Regions from separate parts of the Rattus norvegicus genome. Here region 1 is linked to region 2. Evidence: chromatin contacts called from public Hi-C data. All regions are on one chromosome and are shown on one strand. The core of a region is the stretch at or near the end of the contact, and the rest is flanking DNA. Distances in the headings are between cores, read along the strand shown.

What was found. A called contact is a pair of places that touch in the nucleus more often than the background predicts.
Region 1: a Hi-C map of the A7r5 cell line shows a contact between it and region 2, with 2.9 times the contacts expected there. The contact joins two enhancer-like sites. A contact is called at or near these places in 2 of 12 Hi-C or Micro-C datasets (the A7r5 cell line and mammary epithelial cells).

Annotation. Positions count from the first base shown.
Region 1 is chrX:13,436,428-13,440,842 of GRCr8, reverse strand. No RefSeq gene overlaps it. Among named protein-coding and RNA genes, the nearest start is that of Rpl37al2, 23 kb to the left of the region's middle. Within about 2 kb of position 2,587, at least 46 of the 93 cell types and tissues checked have an H3K27ac peak or open chromatin away from gene starts, as enhancers often do. A contact at or near this core is called in the A7r5 cell line, where this site is marked.
Region 2 is chrX:13,114,078-13,118,592 of GRCr8, reverse strand. All of the region lies in intron 1 of LOC134484123 (a long non-coding RNA gene), which reads left to right. It also overlaps the pseudogene Trmt112-ps3. Among named protein-coding and RNA genes, the nearest start is that of Atp6ap2, 230 kb to the right of the region's middle. Within about 2 kb of position 1,337, at least 5 of the 93 cell types and tissues checked have an H3K27ac peak or open chromatin away from gene starts, as enhancers often do. A contact at or near this core is called in the A7r5 cell line, where this site is marked.

The sequences.
Region 1 (4,415 bases), core at 1,338-3,837, 320 kb before region 2:
AACTGATTGTTGGCCCTGTGACCTTCTATTGTCCTGCCCACTCTGAACTCTTGTCAAGTGGTCATGGGGATGTCTCACTTCCCTCCTGGTGTCCTGCATCTGTAAGAGAGTACTGTGGGAGGGTTGGCTCGCTGTGGGTCTCCCAGCACCCTCTTCTGCTCCATTCAGTTTTCTTACATATGATCTTACTGAGGAACACGGGAGACAATCAAGAACGGAATCCTTCGAGGCTGCTCCGGATCCTCAACCCCTTCTAAAGGCGGACGCTCACGGGGGAGAAAAGCTCTGCCCAGTTTCCATTCCCGCCTCCAGATTAACGAGCTGAAAACATGTGTACTGTAAATAAAGCCTGTCTAAATAAAGCACTCGGGTAAAGGCTGCCGAGAAAACACTCTGCATTGCTCTGTGCTCGGAGTGAGTCAGCTTCCCAGCCCCCACCCCCAAACAATGGAGACCTTGCCAAAGGTCCCCTTCTTTAGACCCCTGACTTTCCCCAAATCCATGTATGTGGTGGTGGTGGGGCGCCAGTACCCTGTGACTTTGGACCTTGAGAATGGGGAGGAGGAGGAGGAAGGTGTCCCCGGAGATCAAGGTTAGGATCCAGCCCTGAGATTAATGCCACCAGGAATCCCTCTGCCACCAGCTACAGAGGGCAAAGGGGCAATGCTGTCCCAGGCTAAAGAGGACCTTCACTTGTGTTTGCCCAACTCACCTCTCCTAAATCTCAGATGGAAAGAAGGTAGCCAACTACCTGAGTCACCTCCACTCCACTTCCGGCCTAGGCCCACATCCACACACCGTCTACCTGTGTGTTGAAGGCCAGGCCTCCTACTTAGACAGTGCGAGCATCAGAGCAGAGCAAACCTGCACTCGCTCGACGAAAAGCAGTCTTGGGACCCAGGGTGGCTTCCTTGCCCTGTCTTTTATGGCTGCTGCGTCTCTACCTCCTTAGGAAACGTAACAGCCTTAAAGATGAGGTGATATGAAGACCTTTGGCAAGGTGTTAACTGGTGCCCTGGCTACTGCTCTGGTATGAGCCAATGGTCCTAGTCCCCCAGCCCGATGACCTTGAGAAAGTCAGGAATCTACCCCAAAGGCTTGGGATTGCCCCACCCCTAGAGGCCAGCCCTTCATCTCAGCCTCTCAGGCTTTGGCCACCCAGCTTTGTCCTGCTAGGCTGCCTAAGGTACAGGGGGGTGAAAAAACACCAAAGGCTTCACTCGTACCCTTTGCACCCCGTTGCTCGCCCGGGGCCCCCGGCCAGTGCTCTAGCCGCCCGATGTTGCCAAATCCTCACTGGGCATGGTTGCGGGGTGAGGCTTTGGGAACATGGCTAGAGCTAGAGAAGATGAGGAAAACAAGTGAAACGGGAGGGGCGGGGTGGGGTGACGGCTCATAAATCAACCAGCTCCACCCCCAGGCCTCAAAGCTGAGGCGCCTCAGCCCGGCGGGGAAGAGGAGGGTCATTCGACCACTCCTGGACGACCTCTGAGCTTTCCCTGAGCCATCGCCCCACCCTGGGCTCAGGCCGCGTTAAGACCAGCTCCTGGCCCAGATCGTAAACCGCCCGCCGGATTCGGCGAGAAGCCGCCCTTGGACGCAGCGCTCATCCGCCCAAGGGGAAGTTTATTTATAGCTTGTAAAACGTAAAGGAAACCAGACTTCGCTAGCTTGCGGAGCCTGAGCGCCTTCGGTCCCCACCTGCCTACAAGAGGGCTCAGCAAGGGTTCTGGAAAGTGGGGTGGCTTCTAATCCTCCCCCTACTCTGCACCTAAAGACGGAACCTTCTGATGCTGCCAAGGCTTAAATTCCCTCTCAGTGTGCCTAAACGGGGAGCTTAATGCCACAGCGGGTGGAGGCCAGGGCCTGGGCCCTGCGTGGTTAGTGTAAAGAAGACTGAGCTGGCCCACTTGGCAGGCACGCACCAGCAGGCCAAGCAGCGCTGTGCGGGATTCCACAGCTTCCGCTCCCGACACGGGGAAGTCCCCGAGTGCCAGGAAGCCTTGGAGTGGGTGCTCCGGGAGCCTCTCCTTGGAAAGCAAGGATGCTGTCCCCGTTCCTTCTGCGCACGTGTCTTCAGCAGAGCAAGCAAGCGCTGTGCGCCTGGGGCTGCGATCCGCGGGTGACAGCGGTTGAGAGCGCGCCCTCTCCACTTCACACCCCCGCCGTCGCCTCCTCCCCAGGGGAAGTTCCTCGCTCCGGGGTGCGCTCGGGGCAGGAGCCAGAAAAACGAAAAGTGCCGAGAAGACGAGGACGAAAACCCTTAAAGAGCTCAACCGAGCTCTTCAAGATACCCGCGAGTCCCCATTACTCACAGCCCTGCCCCGGCAGCCCTTTCCAGTCACGCACTCAGTGCCTTGGCCAGGGAGGTAGATTGTGTGTGTGTGTGTGTGTGTGTGTGTGTGTGTGTGTGTGTGTGTGTGTGTGTGTGTGTGTGTGTGTGTGTGTGTGTGTGTGTGTGTGTACGCGCGCGCGCGCCCGATCGCCGGGACGGCAGTTGCGAAACAGGCTCTTGGCTGCAGCGCGGCATAATGGAGGTGGCTGGAACAATGCGCGCTTTGTGCGCGCGGGTTGTTTTCTACCCGCCTCACCCCCCTCGCTCGGGCCGTATGGCACTTTAATCCCTACCACGGCTAGGCACAAATGCACTTGTGTCCTGTGGGTCACTGGGGGCCGTGCGGCTGGAGCCGTCCCCACCCCTCCCCCGCGGTGCCCACGGCCCGCTGCCCGGTCTTCCTTCCTGCACCCACCTCCCCCCACCCCACCCCCGCGCGCCACCACTTCAATTCCCGGCGTGGGCTGCTCAGCCGGCTTGGAAGCTTCCGGGCCCGCCGGCCACTTTTATTTTCCAAGAAGACGGCCCTCCCCACCTCCTCGGCGAGCACGCGCGCGCGCACACACACGTGGAGCGCTGGCCTCACACTTGCCGCCCTCCCTCGCCTCGCCCCTCCCGCTCCCGCCCGGCGCTCGGGACTCCTGCGAACAATAGTAAATGTCAACAGATTCCGCGCGGCGAGTGTCTGACTCGGCCGAGATAAGAGTGCGCGGTTGGCCCTGAGCTCCGCGACACCGCGGGGGGAGGCCACCCTGACCCCAGCTGGAAAGAATCGGCTGTGATGAAGCCGGTGCCCGGGGATGGAGGACAGGAGGGGGAGAGCCCCAGCCTCGGCCAGGGTGGGAGAAGCTCCTGGACGCCAGGCCTTGCCCCACCCCCACCCCGCTTAACCCTGTGCTGCTAGGGCAGCCTAGGGGCCCGGTGAAAAGCCACGTGCTAGATGTCAGCCCACTGCTCGGATCTCAGAGGACGCAGGGAAAACGCAGATGTGGAGGTGAAGACTCGGACAGCTTTCCACCTACCGGGAGCCGGCGCCCGAAAGATGTAAAGGATCTCAGTCCTTGTCTCCTGAAACTCACTAAAATGTTTTTTGTTTTTTTTTTTTGAAGCTCACACAACACTTGCAGGTCCTCCCCCTCAATCGTCCCAACCCACCACCCGAGTTAAAAATTGATTCCCACGCGTTAGTATTAATGGGTTGTTCCTCTTAAATTGTTGCCAACTTTGCTAATGGATTATTATTTAAATTTCTTTTTTATAAAGTACGTGTTGTTTTATAGATGCGTATTTACTTAAAGAAATCAACTGCATCTATTAACATATTAAAGAGAGAATAAAGCACGGGGCCGGTGTAATGTACTGTTCAGCCTTACTTTGGGTGCTGCGAAGATAGGAAAATCTTATTTGTTTAATAATAAGTCACTCATGAATATGCAAATGACATCGTTGCAGTACCTCACTTCTGTCACTATTAATGAGTTGCAAATTAATGTGACAACAAAAGGAAAATCTATTTAGTGGAGGAACTCGGGTTCCTACCTGGGGAGATCACCAGCAGGCCTGGAACTTCCACAGTCTAGAAGGAAAGGACTGGGGATGGATGACACCTCACCAGCCTTTTCCTGAAGCTACCACTATTGTTCGGACCCCCGGACCTGCTTTGTCAGTCGCCCCTTAAAATTCCAGCTCCAGGCCAGGGGAAGAATGGTTGCTCCAGGGTAATTAGGGCCAAGTGTGATTAATGGAAATCAGCGCACAGTTTGGAATAAAGCAATTGGTGAACCAGATTGGGAAGAGAGGGAGGGGTCCTCTCTCCACCCAGTTTCAAGATTCACCCCACCCCACCCCCGAAGCCTCTACCGGCCTCTGTTGTTTGGGATGGGGACAAGTTAGGCCTCGGGGTGCTACTGACCACAGGTAGATCACAGGTACTAAGAGAGCACCCCACGCTCTTGTGCTTGGCTCTTGCGCTTGGTTTTTACAAGGCGACTTTGCTGACAGATTTAAGAGCAGATCAGTTTTTTCCTGCCAGCCTACTTCCCAGTGCTTACAGATTGAAGTCTGCTTGTCTTCCACCGAC
Region 2 (4,515 bases), core at 88-2,587:
GAGTTTATAATGGAGCTACATTGAGGTAACGCCAACCTAAATTGAAAATAGTCCAAGTTAAAAGTTTAGTGCAGGGGCTGGTGAGATGGCTCAGCAGTTAAGAGGACTGGCTGCTCTTCTTCAGAGGATCTAGGTTCAATTCCCAGCATCCCCACAGCAACTCTAACTGCCTGTAGCTACAATTCCAGGGGATCTGGCACCTTCAAAGACACATGGAGGCAAAACACCAATGCACATAAAATAAATCTTTTTTTAAAAAAGTTCAGTTGCTTGACTAACATGATCAAAGTCCTGAGTTTGAGTCCCAGCACTGTATAAATGAGGCATGGAGTCATGTTTTAATCTCAACAATTGGGAGGTAGGAGCTGGAGGATCAGAAGTTCGAGGCTGGCTACTGCTCTAGTTGGTTTTCTGTTGCTGTGATAGACACAATGATCAAAAGCAACCTGTGGAGAAAGGAGTTCATTTAATTGTCCAGTTGATCATCTGTAATGAAGGGAAGTCAGTGCAGGAACCCGGAAGTATGGACCAAAGCTGAACTCATGTAGAAACACTGCCTACTGTCTTGTTCCCCACAGTTTACTCAGCTCCCGTCATATATAACCAAGGATCATCTGTCCAGGTGTCTAGGTGGCATTGCCAATAGTGGATCGGGCTCTCTCACATCAATCACCAATTAAGAAAATGACCCCACAGACTGGTTACCAGCCAATCTTCATGGAGGTCTCTTTTCAGTTGTGGTTTCATCTTTTCAGATGATTCTAGCTTGTGCCTTGTTGACAAAATCTAACTAGTACACTTACACAGTTAGTTTAAGAGTCCGAGGCAAGCCTGCGATACACCAGATCTTGTCTCATAACAACAAAAATAACACTGACAAACCATCTTACCTACGGCCTATTCTAGCTCAGCCCACCCTGTCCTAACACATTAGCCTAGAGCTGGGCAAAATCCTTGTACAAAAAGCCTAGTCTATGAGAAACCATGGATGATCTTATGGACTTTCTTAAGGCAGAAAGTCCAAATTCAACAATTGAAGCTCACTGTAGCCATATATGCCTATAAACTAGTACTCCCATGGCAGGAAATTGTCAAGAGTTTGAGGCCAACCTAGGCTATATAATGAGACTTTGTCCTAAGAAAAACCCTAAGCCCCCTAGTTAGACATCTAAAGTACTATTTCTGCCGAGTGCATATAGCTTGTAATATTATTTTTAAAATTATGCACAAAGACTGTCTGCAGTTCAATCTCCAACCTCAAAAATGTTTCATAGATCTTAGCAGAAAGGCCGTAGGAGTGGATGGATGAATCATCGGGGCTCTGGCATTAATGCTTCGTCATCTCAGAGGTCTTATCACTTTGTCAGGACCTGGTGTTAAAGGCAGGTGACCCTGGGAGGGACTGTGTGCTGTGAGAAACAAAGATGACAGCTCTTTTGAAGGTCCAGGAAGGAATGTCAATGCTTAAGGGAAAGGCTTGGAGGTGACTCTTTAAGGAAAACCAGCAGGCCCTGAGCAGCTGGGGGACATGTCCTAGAGGAACAGGAACAGGAATGCAAGACTTTCTGGTGCCTTCCCCTGCATAGTTTTGATGATATCGCTCGCTGGGAGAAAGGCTCTGGCAGAAGAAAGAGCTCCAGGTAGTTCTTAGAACAAACTCTCATTCTTAAACTGAACTGCACCTGGCAGAGAATTGGGGCCCTGGAGCTAACTCCACCCTCAACAGTCATCACTAGCTAGGTTACTTCAGGCCAACAATTAACTGCCCTGTGCCTCACTTTCTGTAACCCAGGCCTGGATGATGACCTCAGAGGCCTGCCATGAAGATCATGTGAGTTAGGTGGAGTTAAAGGGCAAAAAAAAAAAAAAGAAAAGAAAAAGAGAAAAGAAAAAAAAAGTGATCCCTATTAAAGTTCACTAGGCCAAGCTTGTGTTCAGAACTCTTACTGTACCTACAGGGACCTCGGCAATGGGGTACAGGGGTGTCTTAGAGTGTGGAGACAAATTAGGTTCAAGTCTGAATGATCCACGGGGAAGTAGGCTTTACCGGCAGGAAGTGAGGTCGGAAAAGAACTAGGAGGTGGTTTCAGGCATAAGGGGGAATCTGGATACACAAAGTTAAAAGGATTCTTGCTAATGATGGTCCAGAGTAATCAGACAGCATTGGAGAAATGGTAAAAAATGAGAGTACCTTCTGATACTGAGGAATGTAAGATACCGAGGTTGGAAACCCCCCCGCCCCCCGTGTTAGGGATAGAGCCTGGGACCTGTGTGTCCTAGGCACTGCTTTGTGGTTATCTTACACTTCCAGACCAAAGGGTGGGGTGTTTCTCAGTCCATTTTATAAACAAGTACAGAGATAGGCTGAGGAGAAGGTTCAGGAGGCTGACTCCAGTTTGGTGAAGCCAAGAATCCTCTCTACCATTCCTCTGTGAGGTCTCCAGACCATCTGTTTCACCAAGGAACTCATTAGAAATACACATTTTCGGGCCGGAGAGGTGGCTCAGTGGTTAAGAGCACTGACTGCTCTTCCAGAGGTCCTGAGTTCAAATCCCAGCAACCACATGGTGGCTCACAACCATCTGTAATGGGATCTGTCGCCCTCTTCTGGTGTGTCTGAGGACAGCTACAGTGTACTCACATACATTAATTAAATAAATAAGGTCCCGAGCTCCGGTGTGACAACATGAAACTGCTCACCTACAATCTCCTCAGCTCGCATGTGCAGGGCGTGGGCACGAGTGGCTTCCCTCGGCCACCGAGGTCCGCATCAACCCTGTGGAGTTCAACCCCAAAGTGGAGTAGGCAGCGCTTGTGCAGGCAGCAGACACCACGGACACCTTAAACTTGGCCGAGGTACCCAAAGAACTGACTGAAGGCTATGAGCAGGACGAGATGTTTTTGAGGAAGATGCACTGCATGTTGCTTGAGGTTGATGTACTCGAGGACACCCTGCAAAGCCCAGAATCTGGTCATCTTTTCCCCATCAGCTGCGGGATCCCCAATATGCTATTGAATAATGAGGAGACTGAGATGTAACCTTGTTAGCTACCTTTTTGGTATTTTGTGATCATGTGTGTATCTGTTGTATGGTCTGTTAACTAGAAGTGTCATGTGTGACCCCAAACTCCCCCCAATGACTCACCGACCACCGTGTACTTGAGCTCCATAATATATAAACCAAAAGCGGAAAAAAATAAATCTTAAAAAAAAAAAAAAGAAATACACATTTTCAGGACTGGAGGTGTAGCTCAGTGGTAGAGCACTTGCCTACCACGATGTGCAAGACTCTGAGATCCTCCATAGTCCTGAGCAAAATTCCCACCATGGAACAAACTAACAAACAGCTACTAAAAGCCAAACTCCCAGGCTTGCTGTTTGCAAAGACCAGCTCTGTGACAAGCCTTCTATGGGGTTCTGACGCCAGCTCATGTGTGAGGAATGCTATTGCCACCTTAGCTCCCGGAAACAATCCTTTGGAAATAAATTTCTATCCCCTAGCCTGTTGAGGGGTCTCAGGACCACTCCGTGTAGATTCTCGGGAGAGTTTTAAATTCTTCTGAAGCACCGTCCCTTCCCACACCACTGACTTCCAAATCTCTGGGTGTGGTATGCAGACATCTGTACATTTCCCAACTGGCAAGACAGCATCCTCCGTAGCCTGCCACAGGCGCCTACACCAGGAATCCCAGGAGGGCTGGTGACAGCCAGCATTGTAGGTCTGAGGGTCCTGAGAATGTTTATTTGTAGCTAGCACTGGGGGATGTGGATGTGGTGAGTCTGTGTAGCACACTGTGGCATCAGTAGTGGTAGCGGGGGTTCCACTGGAGAAGGGAATTATGGGAGATGAGGGTACTCAGGGAGAAAGTATTGCTTCCTCCTTTCGCATCCAATTAAGTGCAGGATGGCTGGGCCTGAACTTTGCGTGTGCATCCATTGTTTTTATTACACTCCGACTGCACAGGAGGCAGAGGATGAGGTCATTTGACATTTGTGAGGAAGCTAAGCTGTGGCACAGGCCTCCCTCCGAGAGAGAGCAAGGATTATCTCCTTTCAGGAAAATGAATCAGTAGGAGCTTCCGGGACTAAGGTCCCCTGGGTGCCCCCATGGAACCTCCTCGTGGATTTCCCAGCCTTCCCTGGGATTCTGGCCAGGGGAAGAATGCTTGCCTAAAGGATTTTATCCCTCTTTCTCTAGCTCCCAAGCTACCCTAGTGTGGAGGTGGAGAGGGAACTAGGAGGTTCTGTGTGGGTTTTAGCTGCTTTAAATTCATTCGATCATCTGTGAGTGACTCTTCTTGCAACAAATGCGCTCGCATCCCAGCTCTCAGTTTTGTCGTTTTGCTGCGTGCTGCTGTTGAATAAGTATTTGTTTAGTTATAAGCAAACTTTGGGCTAGTTTTTCTTTGAGTTAAGGAAGATACAGCCTGTATTGTTCAGCTGTAGGTTACTATAAGAAAACACTTGGGACAATTAACTTATAGGAAGAAAAGGTTTATTTTGGTTCATGGTTCT